Linked DNA regions of Sus scrofa: region 2 is linked to region 1. Evidence: chromatin contacts called from public Hi-C data. All regions are on one chromosome and are shown on one strand. The core of a region is the stretch at or near the end of the contact, and the rest is flanking DNA. Distances in the headings are between cores, read along the strand shown. Region 1 has its middle 46 kb from the start of CCR3. Region 2 holds the start of CCR5 (chemokine (C-C motif) receptor 5).

Region 1 (6,185 bases), core at 2,655-5,154:
TGTCCTGCCCTTACCTACTTGTTGTTAAATAATATGCTTATGTTGCTACCTTACAGCATATCAGTTTTAGGCATTATTTGTTGATTTCCTGTTCTTGTAGGTGAGGACGAATTCATTCACACTTCCTTTTCCTTTTCCTCTCTCTGCATCTTCTCAGTATGGTTATTTTCCAGTTTCTGGTTAAATCACTAATTAGTGTTCATGCCATGATAACTGTATAAATAGCATTCACTATGGAGCCAGTGTGTTGTGTTCCTGGAGTCGATTGACTTCTCCCCCTACTCCCCATCTGTGTAGCTTTTTTATTATACCTATCACCAATTTTCCACAATGCTCCAATTTGATTTGTCAGTTATTGCCCAACAATAAATTCTCAGAATGATCAAACCCCACACATCTATGTTTTCTCCTCAAGACTTGTCTGGAGTCTCTGCTCTAGGGGTCCTGGAGTTCCCTTTGCCAGTCTCCTGCGTTAAACCTCAAGAAATAGGGACCCTTTATTTCTTGCTTATCCCTCATTTTGATAAAGCATATCTTTTGTCTCTTCCCAAGAAAGCGTAAGTTGGAGGTAAATTTTGAAGTCCTTGCATGTCTGAAAGTACCCGTATGCTACCTTCATATTTGATCAAAAATTTGGCTCTGTATAGATTTCCAGGTTGAGTGTAGCATTTTCTCAAAACTGTACACCTGCCACCCAGTGTCTTGTGGGGCTAACAGTCTCAATATTTGGCACAAGACAATTCACTGATCCTTTTGGTTTGAGTCCAACACTTATCCCTGCCCTCCACTATTTGTTTCTTTGAGTGTGGAGAACCTTGGGTTTATTTACTCTGGAGACACATGAGGGTCTCCTCTGGGGATAGGTACAACAGTCACCTGGCCTGTGCAGGGCAAAAAAGGGTGTGGGACAGCTAACTAGTCCTTTTGCAGACTTTTAACTAACTACCCTGTTTCTTAGCCCTGAGATTCAATCCCGGCTTCCACAGCACTTGGTACCATTGAGTCTCAAAAGTGGCCAGGGTTCTGAAGGGCTCAACTGGCTTATTTCTCATTGTTCTTAGCAAATTCTTTAATAGGCTATCCCACCATTCTATAGGTCCAGATGATTCTAAATGACTGTGGGTTCGTATCAAAATCAAGACCAAGAGGCCACATTGGGCATCAGCCTAAATCCTCTACTTTATTCTGTGAAGTAAACTCCTTGTCTGCAGTTAGGATACTATGATAATTTGTAAGCCCTTCTATGATAATTTGTAAGGCCTTCAGAAGATCTTGGCATGGATGGGGTTAGCAGAGGCATGAAGAATAAGGGAAACATTTCAATTATAGAATATTTAGTCCACTGAGGACAAATCCCATCACCCTCCTTCATGCAGCTGGAAGCTGGCTGGTCTGTTCTGAGCGTGGTGTCGCATTGGTGTTTAGGTTGATTTTTCCTGAAGGAAAATTTGCACACAGTCATGGCAGAAGCCAAGGCTCAACAAGTGGAAGTCTGTGCTTTTAAGTCTGTGCTTTTTCTCCTTTCCTGGACCATTGTTTAATTTGTTTGAGCCCATGGTAAATCATCTGGCTGCCATAGGGAGGGCAATACCATATATTATCAGAGCTTCTTCCAGTGTGAGAGCCTTTTGTTGGACATTCATATGAGATATGTATGTTTTTATCTTTGGGGTGCATTCTAAGAGGTCCATGCTCCTCTACACTTTCTTGACGACAATTTTCAAATCTTATTCCTTCCTTTTTCCTTAACATCTGGCCAGATCATAAGCCACTGTCTAGGAATAGGTGTAGATTCTGACTCTAGATAGTTTTTCTTCCCAGCCACAGCCAAAGTGGGTGACATCATAAACTTATTGAATTCACCACGTGGGAATTCTCCTTTACTGTCCTTTGGGGCCACCCCCGAGAGAGCCTGTGACTGTCACGGTTTATTTCATGCTTATTCAGGCAGGGCCATCTTTCCCTGGCCAGACATGAGTGTTTCCAATCTAAGTCAGCCATTCAGAGGGGACTTCCTCTGAGATCACATGTCCAGATTGAGAGAAAGTGGGCAGGTTGTTGGGATTAGGAATGCTGTGGGTGAACAACCTGCCTGTACTTCCTTTAGAGCGTTCTTGGATTAGATCCTTCCTCTCTCCCTCTCTCTCCATCTCTCCCTCCCTCTCTCTCTATATATATGTTGTGTGTGTGTGTGTGTGTGTGTGTGTGTATACAATATATATATAAAACTTCCACTTTAGGTACAGTGTTCATAGGTCTCCCTACTTTGTGGCTAAGTAGGTCAGATGGCAGTCAGTTCAAAATAAACAACTTGAGTGTCATGGTAACCCAGTGTCCTATAGCTGAACTCTCAGTCTCCTCTGCAGTCCAGTAGCAATCCAGGAGTTGTTTCTTGTGAATGGCAGCTTGGCCTTATTCCATTTTCCTTGGGATTGCTCTCATGTTCCTATCAAGGCTGGGTGCAGGCCCCACCCAGCATCCTGATGTGCTCTGTGCACTGCCCTGCATGACACTTCAGGACAGAGCCACTCGATTTATATTCCTGATATCTTTAGAAATTTCTCTTGCTTTGGACCCCAAAAGTGGAAGCTTTCAGGGTTACTCAGTAATTGGGTAGAACAGGCACACCAATATGGTGTATGCTGCTCCATCATCCAGGAGACCCCTCAGGTGTTGCTATCCCTTTATCAGTGGAATATAAGGAATATGCGGTAGTTTGAAAATATATCTGCACATTCTTTAAGACACTTCCCTTCAAGTCTAATCATCCTGCCCTAGAATGTGGGCTGAAAGTGATACTTCGTAACTTGCGAGGCCAGTTTAGAAAGAGGGAACACCTTCCGCATGCCCTCTTTCTCCTGGGGTGTTTGCCCTTGGAATCCAGACACCATGTTGTGAGGAAACCCAGGTCACGTGGAGAGATCACATGACCAACAGTTCCCGTTAGACCCTAAGCCAACGGGAGCCGCCAACTGCCAGACGTAGAGTGACTGGACCTTCGGACTGTTCCAGCTCCAGCCTTTGAGCCTTCACATTGAGGACCTAGATACCATGGAGCCCACACAAGCTGTTCCCATGGCGCCTTGTCCAAATTCCCGACCTGGAAATGGTAAAGTACTAAGTACTGTTGTTTGAAGCCATTATCTTTGGGGTTAAGTTGTTATGCAGCCATAGATAACCAACACAATGCAGCAACTTGTCCTTCAGAAGTATTTGCTAACCCCTGGTCTAGATGAATACCTACATGCTAATTACCAGGACTGTAATGATTTGCTGCAGCAATGGAACCAAACTTAGAAGGAGAACACACACAGTTAAAGGTACTATCTGATTTAGCTGTAATATTCTACTCTACTAGTTGTAATTGTTCTTCTCTAAGACCCATTGGTTTTTTATGTTCATCAACTGGAGAATTATAAGGAGGTACTCTCATAGGAATTGATATGTCTGCATCTTTCTTCTAATTTTGGACACTGATAGTTGCTCTTTTCCTCATGGGATAGTGTGCTGCTTTTGATTGGGAGGACAAGAGACCTGGAATGGCTTCCGCTTGGACCTTCATCTCATAATAACCTTTCTCTGCTGTCTGAAAGCCAGTGTGGGAATCCCACCCTTTGCTGAGTACATCTGTTCCTGCACTGCTCTTGAGGACTGGTGAAAAAAATCACATGTAGATTCAGGGCCTTTTTGGTCCACAGTGATAAAATGATTCCTTGGATCTTTCAGAAGTAGTGTAATTTACAACTGGCATCCATTTTTTTCCCAGTTAGCATTATTCCAATAAAATTGGCTTTGGGTCCACTTGGAAAAAGCTGGGGCAAAGGTTTTCATGAGTGGCAGTAGTTTAAAGCTCTTCCTCAAAGATGTGTGGTTTCTTTATCATTGAAGAGGCCCTGGTTTTGTGAAATGACTCACTTGTGAGAATTTGGACAGAGGCCACATTCTTTACTAGAGCAATCAGAGGCAGGTCTGATTTTTGCCAGTCCTGAGATTTTCTTGAGTAAGACATTATTTAATTCCCAGGATCTCCATGGTGAATGAACACAGTCAAAGGTTTCAGAGTCAGATTACTCCTTGGGCCCCAGCTCTATCCTTTTCCTTTTGTCTCCCATCATGGCTATACCTGTGTTGTTTCTGGCAGGTAAAACATCCACACTTAATATACTCCCTACCTCACTGAGATCAAGGATTGTATTTCAATTACAGCCCCTCCCATCACCATTCCAGATGACCCTCCATCTCCAGTCTTGTCTCCAAGACAAAAGAGAGAAGGATCTTCTCTCTAGAGAGAAAGAGGGTGGGGTAGATGGGTCAGAAGCCACGTGATAGAGGTAATAACATCCCCATCATCCTTTGGGTTCTTGCAAAGGATCCCTGGCCCTTCCCACTCACCTGCCATCAACCAGCATTTGGTCTAAGTCTGTATGAGACCAATCAGCAAACTCATAGAACCTCAGCCATTGAGTTCAGTGTTTCTGATGAGTGCCCTATGAGTAAATTCAGCCCAATTCAGAATTCTGTTCTGCTCACTCTTTCATTAAGCACTCTCAAAACCCAAAGTTAGATTTTTTATAATATGTATTAAACAATTTCTTTAACTCCTTATGGAAATTAAGGAATTAAAGAAACCCTGATTTTGCATTTTATCTTCTGGGCCATGTTGAATTTGAATCCTGTTTATTAGGTGAGCGACCTTGAGGGATGAGACATGGAGTGAATTGTTAACTTTGTCATGCTAAGGAAAAACGGACTCCTTAGGAAAGAAGGGTGTAGATGACAGTGTGCCAGAGGGCAGTGAGGGCCAGGGTTTCCCAGGTCCTCTGCACACTTCCAGATAGTCTCATTCCCACTGGTTCTTGGTCTGTCTCAATTAGTGCCTTAACATTCATACATGCTCTCTGGCAAATGTGTGAATTCAACTCACATTATGATTAAGACACCTGCCAGTTTGGGCTCTGAATTAGCTTACAATAGTTTTAACCTGGCAACTTCAGGTAACAAGAGTTTTATTTTCATTTTTTTCAAAATGGTCATAGAAAAGCTTTAAGGTTCACTCTGCTGTGAAGATGAAAACCTCAGTATTTGAGTGGTTTTTTTTTCCCCCTTGCTTCAAGTTGCTCAGTGCCTCCAGAAACAGTCATCCTACCCTCTAGTTCTGGCATTTCTCATCCTCTTTAGGTTGGTGAATAGCAAAACCTTCCTGCTGCCTGCCCCCACCCCCTGACCAGGCTCTGTCCTCAGTGGGCACCCAGTGTGAGGCAATAACCTAACTAATTACTTCACCCCTCTTCCCTCGGACTTCCATTTTCCCATTCTGGGACGTGGATATGTGTCTCCTCTGACGCCCACAGCATGCTCTCTAGCATTTCATTTCCACATCAGTTAATCTTGATTTCTAAACCCACCTTCTTCCAAGAATGACTGTATAGGCATGGTTTGGACAGCTCCCAGAATGGGGAAGGAAGGACTGCTGGGCCTCAGGGGGAGGTCAGGGAGCCCCTCTCCAGGCCACAGCCACAGGATCAATCAGCTCTACCCATCCTTGTATGTCTTCATTTGAATTTTCAAGTTCCAGTTGGTCAGGATCCATCACTGTGGGATCAAACAAGTCAAGAGGAACCTAGGAGGAGCCTGGTAATGGCCACTGTAGGAATCATCATGAACCAAGCATCCCCCACCCCATGTTTGTATCTGTAGCAGTGTTACCCCCCCCCCCCCCCCGCAACAGGGTACATCCAAACCTTTCTTAATTCAGGCAGCAAAGTGCCCTTGCTTCCAGACCTCTTGTTTATCATCTGCTGCTTTCCCCTGTCCGCACTGACCATGAGTCTCTACTTCCTGAACACTGTGTATTCAGTCTCAGCTCTTCCTTTGTGTAACCCAGCTTTCCTCAGAGGTATAGCTCCTGTCCTTAGAACCCAGCCTTGCCTCTCCTCCTTCAGGAATTTTTCCATGAACACCTACTTGACACTTTCCATGTATTTTTTTCTTTTATTGCAGCTTGTAACTTGTTTTCCTGTGCCAAATATTATCTCCTCATGTCACACAAGATCCCAGCAGAAAATGACATGCTCAGATTGGGCAGTTTGAGGAGAGTTTAGTCAAGGAACATTTACAAAGGTGATGGCAGTGTGGAGGGAGAATGCATCCCCCTGAGCTGAGTAACAGTGGAATTTCCTACCAGC
Region 2 (6,185 bases), core at 2,087-4,586, 86 kb before region 1:
CATCCTTCGGTCATGGAATGAGCCTTCTGCAGCACCGGCCAGGAATCCCTGCTCTGCTCTCAGACTTTGATGAGCAATGCTGTCCAGGTTCCTCGTGGTCTAGCCCCATCCTTCCTCTGCTCCCCCAGCCATCCGTACGTCTGCCCACAGCCAAGCTTCGTCCGTGGCATGAACATCTGCAGAACTTATTAACCACACCTCAGAGGGGAGATCCCACATGGAAGGTGCCATTTCTTAACTGATCATGGGCGTGTCTTTTCTTCCCACGGCAAGAGAAGGGCCTATTTTAAACACATTTGCAACCTGGATGTTACCCTACACAGATAATAAACTCTACAATACTTTCCTCAATTCCTTTTGTTATTCTTGTTCAGGTAACCAAACTCAGCAATTAGCACCTCTCTGAGGATTTTTTGTTACATTGAGCTTCTGCAGTGAAGGCAGAGTTTGCCAATAAATTGACGTATGTGGAAGGGAGGCAAGAAGGTTGCTGTTTCATCAGTGTGTTTTGATTTGGCTTTCTGGAATTGGTGGGCTTGAAATATATAATATACTTGGAGCAGATGCCAAACGGATAGATGAAACTTAAACCCTCTATGACAGTAATTTCCTCTTTAAAAGAACTGTTCCCACCTGTGGTCTGCATCTAGAAACCAAGCCAGGTCACAAGCCGACAGAGATTTCCTGCTCCCCTGTGGACCGTGTGTAAACGGAGCTGACTCGATCTGGAGCCTCTGCCTGGAAGACTGGACAGCCTTTGCAGAAGCGTCTGACGATGTGCTTTCGGAAGAACCCTAAGAGGTAGCTTCGGAACTTCTCCCCGACGAAGGCGTAGATGATGGGGTTGATGCAGCAGTGTGTCATCCCCAGGGTCTCGGTCACCTGCATGGCTTGGTCCAGCCTGTTAGACCCACTGCAGTTATTCAGGCCAAAGAATTCCTGGAAGGTGCTCAGGAGAAGGACGATGTTGTAGGGAGCCCAGAAGAGAAAGTAGACAATCATGATGGCGAAGATGAGCCTCACAGCCTTGTGCTTCTTCTTCTCATTGCGGCACCGAAGCAGGGTTTTGAGGATTCCCGAGTAGCAGACGACCATGACGAGCAGTGGCAGGACCAGCCCCAAGATGACCATCTTTAATGTTTGGAAATTCTTCCAGAAGTGATACTGACTGGATGGAAAGTGAGGGCTGCATGTATAACGAGAACCCTCCTTTTGGGATTTGGTAAAGATGATGCCTGGGAGGGAGGCAAAGATAGCTACCACCCAAGTGACCCCACTCGTCACCACCCCGAAGGTGACCGTCCTGGCTTTTAAAGCGAACACAGCGTGGACGATAGCCAGGTACCTGTCGATTGTCAGGAGGATGATGAAGAAGATTCCAGAAAAGAAGCCTATGAAATAGAACCCTGTCAGAAATTGGCACATTGTATTTCCAAAGACCCACTGGTCTGCAGCATAGTGAGCCCAGAACGGGATGGTGAAGAGGAACAGCAGGTCCGAGATGGCCAGGTTGAGCAGGTAGATGTCAGTCATGCTCTTCAGCTTTTTGCAGTTGATCAGGATGAGGACAACCAGCAAGTTGCCCACAAACCCGAAGATGAACACCAACGAGTAGAGTGGGGGCAGGAGCCGGGCTGCAATTTGTCTCACATTGGTTTTTTGGCAGGGCTCTGACATCCCATAATCAATGTCATAGAAGGGACTCGTCGTTTGATAATCCATTTTGCCAGACCCTATAATAAAGAAGAGACCATTTACAAAGTCCTAGAATGTATTTAGTGATCCACCACGAATGCAAACCATCTCATACACAACTAAGGTTTTAAAAATTGACACATGTATTTCTACTAAGTTCCCTTTTTGGGTCACACAGTGAACTTTTACAGTAAGGGATGGTTTCTCACCAGCTTCTCTGCTCACTGGGTGGAGAACGTCACCTCAGCAGATGAAATCGGTTGTTACACAACCACGTGAGTGAATGAAGCTGTGATGACAATGTCCAGGATCTGACACTGTTTTACAGTCTGTTCTGAAGTTGCCGTTCCCTGGAGTAGGCTTTCACAGAGCACTATCACACGTGTGTTGGAAAGAATGAACAGTTCCCGGGGCACTCTGCATGCCGAGCACTTTTCTGAGCTTCACTTCCACTCACTCAGTGAATCCCCAAGGTGACCCAGCGAAGCAGGTCATGTTATTGTCCTGTTTTGCAAATAAGGCCCTCAGAGCACAGAGAGGATGAGTAGCCCCCGCAAAAACACATAGCGAGGCCACACCTGGTTTTGAACTCAGGCAGCCTGCACTCTTCATCGCTGTGGTCCCCTGTCTTTCACTCCTTGGTGAGAGAACTAAAAGCGGGACCATCAGTCTGGCGCCTCGATGTAGTCAGAATGAAACAGGCAGATGCCCAAGACTTCGAGACGGTCATAGGAGCCAGCAGCTAGCTGTAAAGTCCAGGCTGCCATTCTCAGTTTCTCTGAAGTTTCTTCTATGATTGAGAGCTCCCAAACACACCCCAGAAACGGCCAAGTGGCCAACGTTCCATCTCCCATCCTGCATCCTGGGATAGATAGCTCAGTCCCTTCGCAACCCACTGATTGGCTTGGTCTGTTTGAAGTTCCACTGCTTGCCTGAGAACTCTCTGTGATTAATCCTGGTGAGTCCTGAGATCCCGGTCCCTCAGACTAGGTGGCTGAGAGAAGCACATGGAAAAATCTCACATTCAAATTCTGAGCCAGAAAGAGAATCACTCATGAAATGTGCTGAAAAACTTGATTTGATATTTGTAATTTGATACTAATTTGGCAATTTTCAGGCTTCCTTCTTGGCAAAAAAAAAAAAAAAAAGAAAGAAAGAATGAGACTTAGATCATCTTGGGCACACGTTCAGAGGGCATCCCCTGAAGGAGGTTTTAGTTCTCTTCACCATTCTTACCAGGAGACAATTTCCCAAGGTTTTGGCCGGGAATCATCCTCTCCCTGAAAATCTTTCTTCTGAAAAATGAGGGTTTTTGTTTTTGTTTTTAGGTAGCATTGTTCCCTATAAAGTCTTTCATTCATAATCATGTTTTGTATCTTTTGATGTTATCACAGTCTGAAACTCATTCTAAATTCTAACTTTTTCCTTATCTTAAAGATTACATTTTAAGATAGTTCAATGGGCACCTGGTGTTTCTCTAATGTCTCCTCTGGTTTCCTGTAAAGGCCTTTACTCATCACACAAACCGAGCGAAGTAATAGACAGAGTGGCTGAGAGGTGACTTACCGGGAGAGATTCTTGAAGGGGAACGGATGTCTCAGCTCCTCTGACCAGCTGAGCTGTGCAAATCAAACATATAGACAGCATAAAAGTAGGAAATGCACAGTTTCTTCTGAGACGGGGGGCGGAGTTTTAGCGAATAAGTGTGTTGCAGCACACAAAAATACCCATCAGAGAATAGCCCCCTCCTTTTTTTTTTTTTTTTAAAAGCAGAGCCTTAAATAGACTAGAAAATCTCTGGTCTGAAAGTTTATTCACGAGTTTCCCTGATTACACAATTTCTTTTTGGTTCTCAGTTCATCCTGCGACACAGTCAGTTAGAAAACAGAAAGAATGGAAAGATATTAGAGTGAGATGAATATTCATTTCCATTTGGTCAAGAGCCCTAGTTTTACTGAAAGGAACTGTTGTCCAAGAGGCAGGTGATGTGTATAAGACCACAGGGCTTATCGGGGGAGGCTAGTGGGATGAGAGATGCTGACTCCCTTACTGTTTGTCTTCCAGGAGAGCCAGTTAGAACCAATTTTAAAGTGAAGGGAACACCTCACATTCATCCAGTGCACCCCTTTATCTGCCATCCTGCCATCCCCCCTTGGCTACCACAACTCACATGCATATACTCACCACCCAGTATTGTTTTCCTCTGCAGACTAAAATAACTGGTTGCTTCAGGGTTTTAACTCACCTGTGAGCTAATCATGTGGCCCATCTTCCTCTGGATCAAGCATCCTGGTGCATGTCATTATGAATTTTCACTCTTCCTAATCACCATTTTTGCAGCCCTTCAGGTCAGCAGGCATTTGTGGGTGTCTGTCCTCTCCCAGGGATATAGGCAGCAGAGTTCCTCACTCCAAGGGTACAGTCTTTCTGGAATTTCTTTCTTTTTTTTTTTTTTTACAGCCACAGCTGTGATACCTGGAATTTCTGTGAGAATTTTTCCACATGAAACAGGCAACAAACAGCAGATGAATAGGGTCGGTTCAGGATTCTTCTTCAGTCCTAAATGCGGTCATACCAAGCTTTCTTGGCGTGGTTGGTTACTTATCTGAAAACTTTGGGACTGTTTGTTGACTGCAGAACTGAGAACCTAGCAGAGAGCCAGCCCTGAGCCACAAGAGCGCCCCCTGGGGGCTTCTCTTTCCTCTGCCACAGAATAAGAAGCACTGGCTTGTGATCTGAGGGGACCCCAGACCTGTGGATATTGCCAACACAGGATAGAGCAAGTGGCCTCTTGCTGTCAGATTGCCTGGGCTCCAAGCCCGGCGCTGCCCTCAGCTTTCTTATCTGTGGGATGTGACCATTGATAGTTACCTCATGGGTTTGTTGGGAGGATTCCAACCTGGGTTTGTTGCCTGGAATTTAGCATATAATACACACTCGATAAACACAGATTCTTAGTTACTCACTGGTCCTTTCTTAGATTTATTATATAAAATTCTTATGAAATTGGTTCCCTGGGGTCCTTGTCTGGAGCAGATTAGTGTCGTCAAGCTGGAAGCTGAGAGGGAGAAGCTAATGTCTGGTGCTTACAGAAGAGGGGGACATGACTGCTGGGGAAAGCCAGAAACACACAGAAAAAGCCAGGAGCTTGTAATCACAGTCGGGACAGTGAGTCATGATGGAAATGTTCCAGTCATCCCTGGATGTGTGACTCAAGAGGCAGCGATTGAGAACTGGACTCTAGTCAGGCGTCTGGATTGAACCCCCAGCTTCACTCATTATGACTTGGTTTGAACAAGTTACTGAAACTCTCCAGGCCTTAGTTTGCTTACCTGTAAAATGGGCAAAAAATAAAAAAACCCAAAAAACAAACAAAAAAAACACCCCACAAACCTAACTCAATAGATCTGTGGTGAAGATCAAATGACAGAATGAGTGTAGTGCTTTTCCTAGGTGCCTGCCCTTTGTGGGCTAGTTAAGCAGGGACAGAGTACAAAGTATGCTTGAGGAAGAATGTGAAAAGAGTACAAAACTGGTAGCAAACAAGGGAATATAAAATTTCACAGGAGGTAGGTAACATAAATATAGTTTGGGCTGGCAGAAGAGAAGCCTTGTGTTCACTGGTGATAGACTGGTAGAGCCCTCAGATGCTGATGGACAAGTGATACTTTTCTGTATGTGGCAATAGTTGGCTTGTACTCACTCCACCTTGCGGAACTAGGGCTTGGCCTTGTGGTCTGTGGGTCTGTCATGGGGTGGCTGAGGACTTGAGGGCAGTCACCCCCAGAGGGCAGTGTGGAGTAGCGGAGGAGGCTTGGCGTCCCCCAGACTGTGCTGCTGACTGGCTGTGTGCACTTGGCCAGATACTTCCTCCCTCTCAGCTTCCATTTCCTCATCTGTCAAATGATGTGTGAGACTTGGGGGCCTCAGGGGAGCTCCCTCCTTAAATACAAAATGACTCCATGGCCAAGTTGGTTTGAAACAGACACATTTGGGCAATGCAGAGTGAGGGTTCATAGGCTGACACAAGGAAGCACAGTGTGGCAGAATATGTGACCCCCCCCCTTAGGTCACCTCTCCAGATAAGGGTCCGTCCCAGGGATGCATAGGAAATGAGGACCCTGGAAGGGTCTTCAGCCTTTAACCAGTGAAACATTGCTCTGGATACAACAGCAGCAGCATACCAGTGGTTTATCATGCTGTGACTTAGTTTCACAGTCTCTGCTTCTCTTTTTACATTGACCCTCTCAGTTTCCCAGTTTGCAGGGCTCTGGTTCTGATATTTATGGCATCCAGACTCCCCGTGAGAAATGATCTTTGGATTGGTTTGCCACTCTAGACTTTTATTTTTTTTAATAGAAGTATAGTTGATTTACAATGTTATGTTAATTTAATGTGTTTAACAAAGTGAGTCAGAGATGTATGTTCTTTTTTAGATTCTTTTCCCTTGTAGATTATTATAAGATGCTGAATGTAGTTCCCTGTGCTGC

What was found. Hi-C and Micro-C count contacts between places; a contact is called where the count stands out from the background.
Region 2: a contact with region 1 is called in a Hi-C map of embryonic fibroblasts, with 3 times the contacts expected there. The contact joins the promoter of CCR5 here to the enhancer-like site in region 1. A contact is called at or near these places in 4 of 5 promoter capture datasets (fetal liver, fetal skeletal muscle and liver), 32 of 47 Hi-C or Micro-C datasets (adipocytes, adipose tissue, alveolar macrophages and 17 more) and 2 of 2 datasets of contacts at active chromatin or transcription factors (alveolar macrophages and skeletal muscle).

The regions. Positions count from the first base shown.
Region 1 is chr13:29,295,265-29,301,449 of Sscrofa11.1, reverse strand. No RefSeq gene overlaps it. Among named protein-coding and RNA genes, the nearest start is that of CCR3, 46 kb to the right of the region's middle. Within about 2 kb of position 3,904, at least 2 of the 83 cell types and tissues checked have an H3K27ac peak or open chromatin away from gene starts, as enhancers often do. A contact at or near this core is called in embryonic fibroblasts and omental adipose tissue, where this site is marked.
Region 2 is chr13:29,380,487-29,386,671 of Sscrofa11.1, reverse strand. CCR5 (chemokine (C-C motif) receptor 5) reads right to left here and starts at 3,336. Exons shown (of 2, transcript NM_001001618.1): 1 at 3,262-3,336; 2 at 1-1,733. The coding sequence starts at 1,722. The coding sequence ends at 664.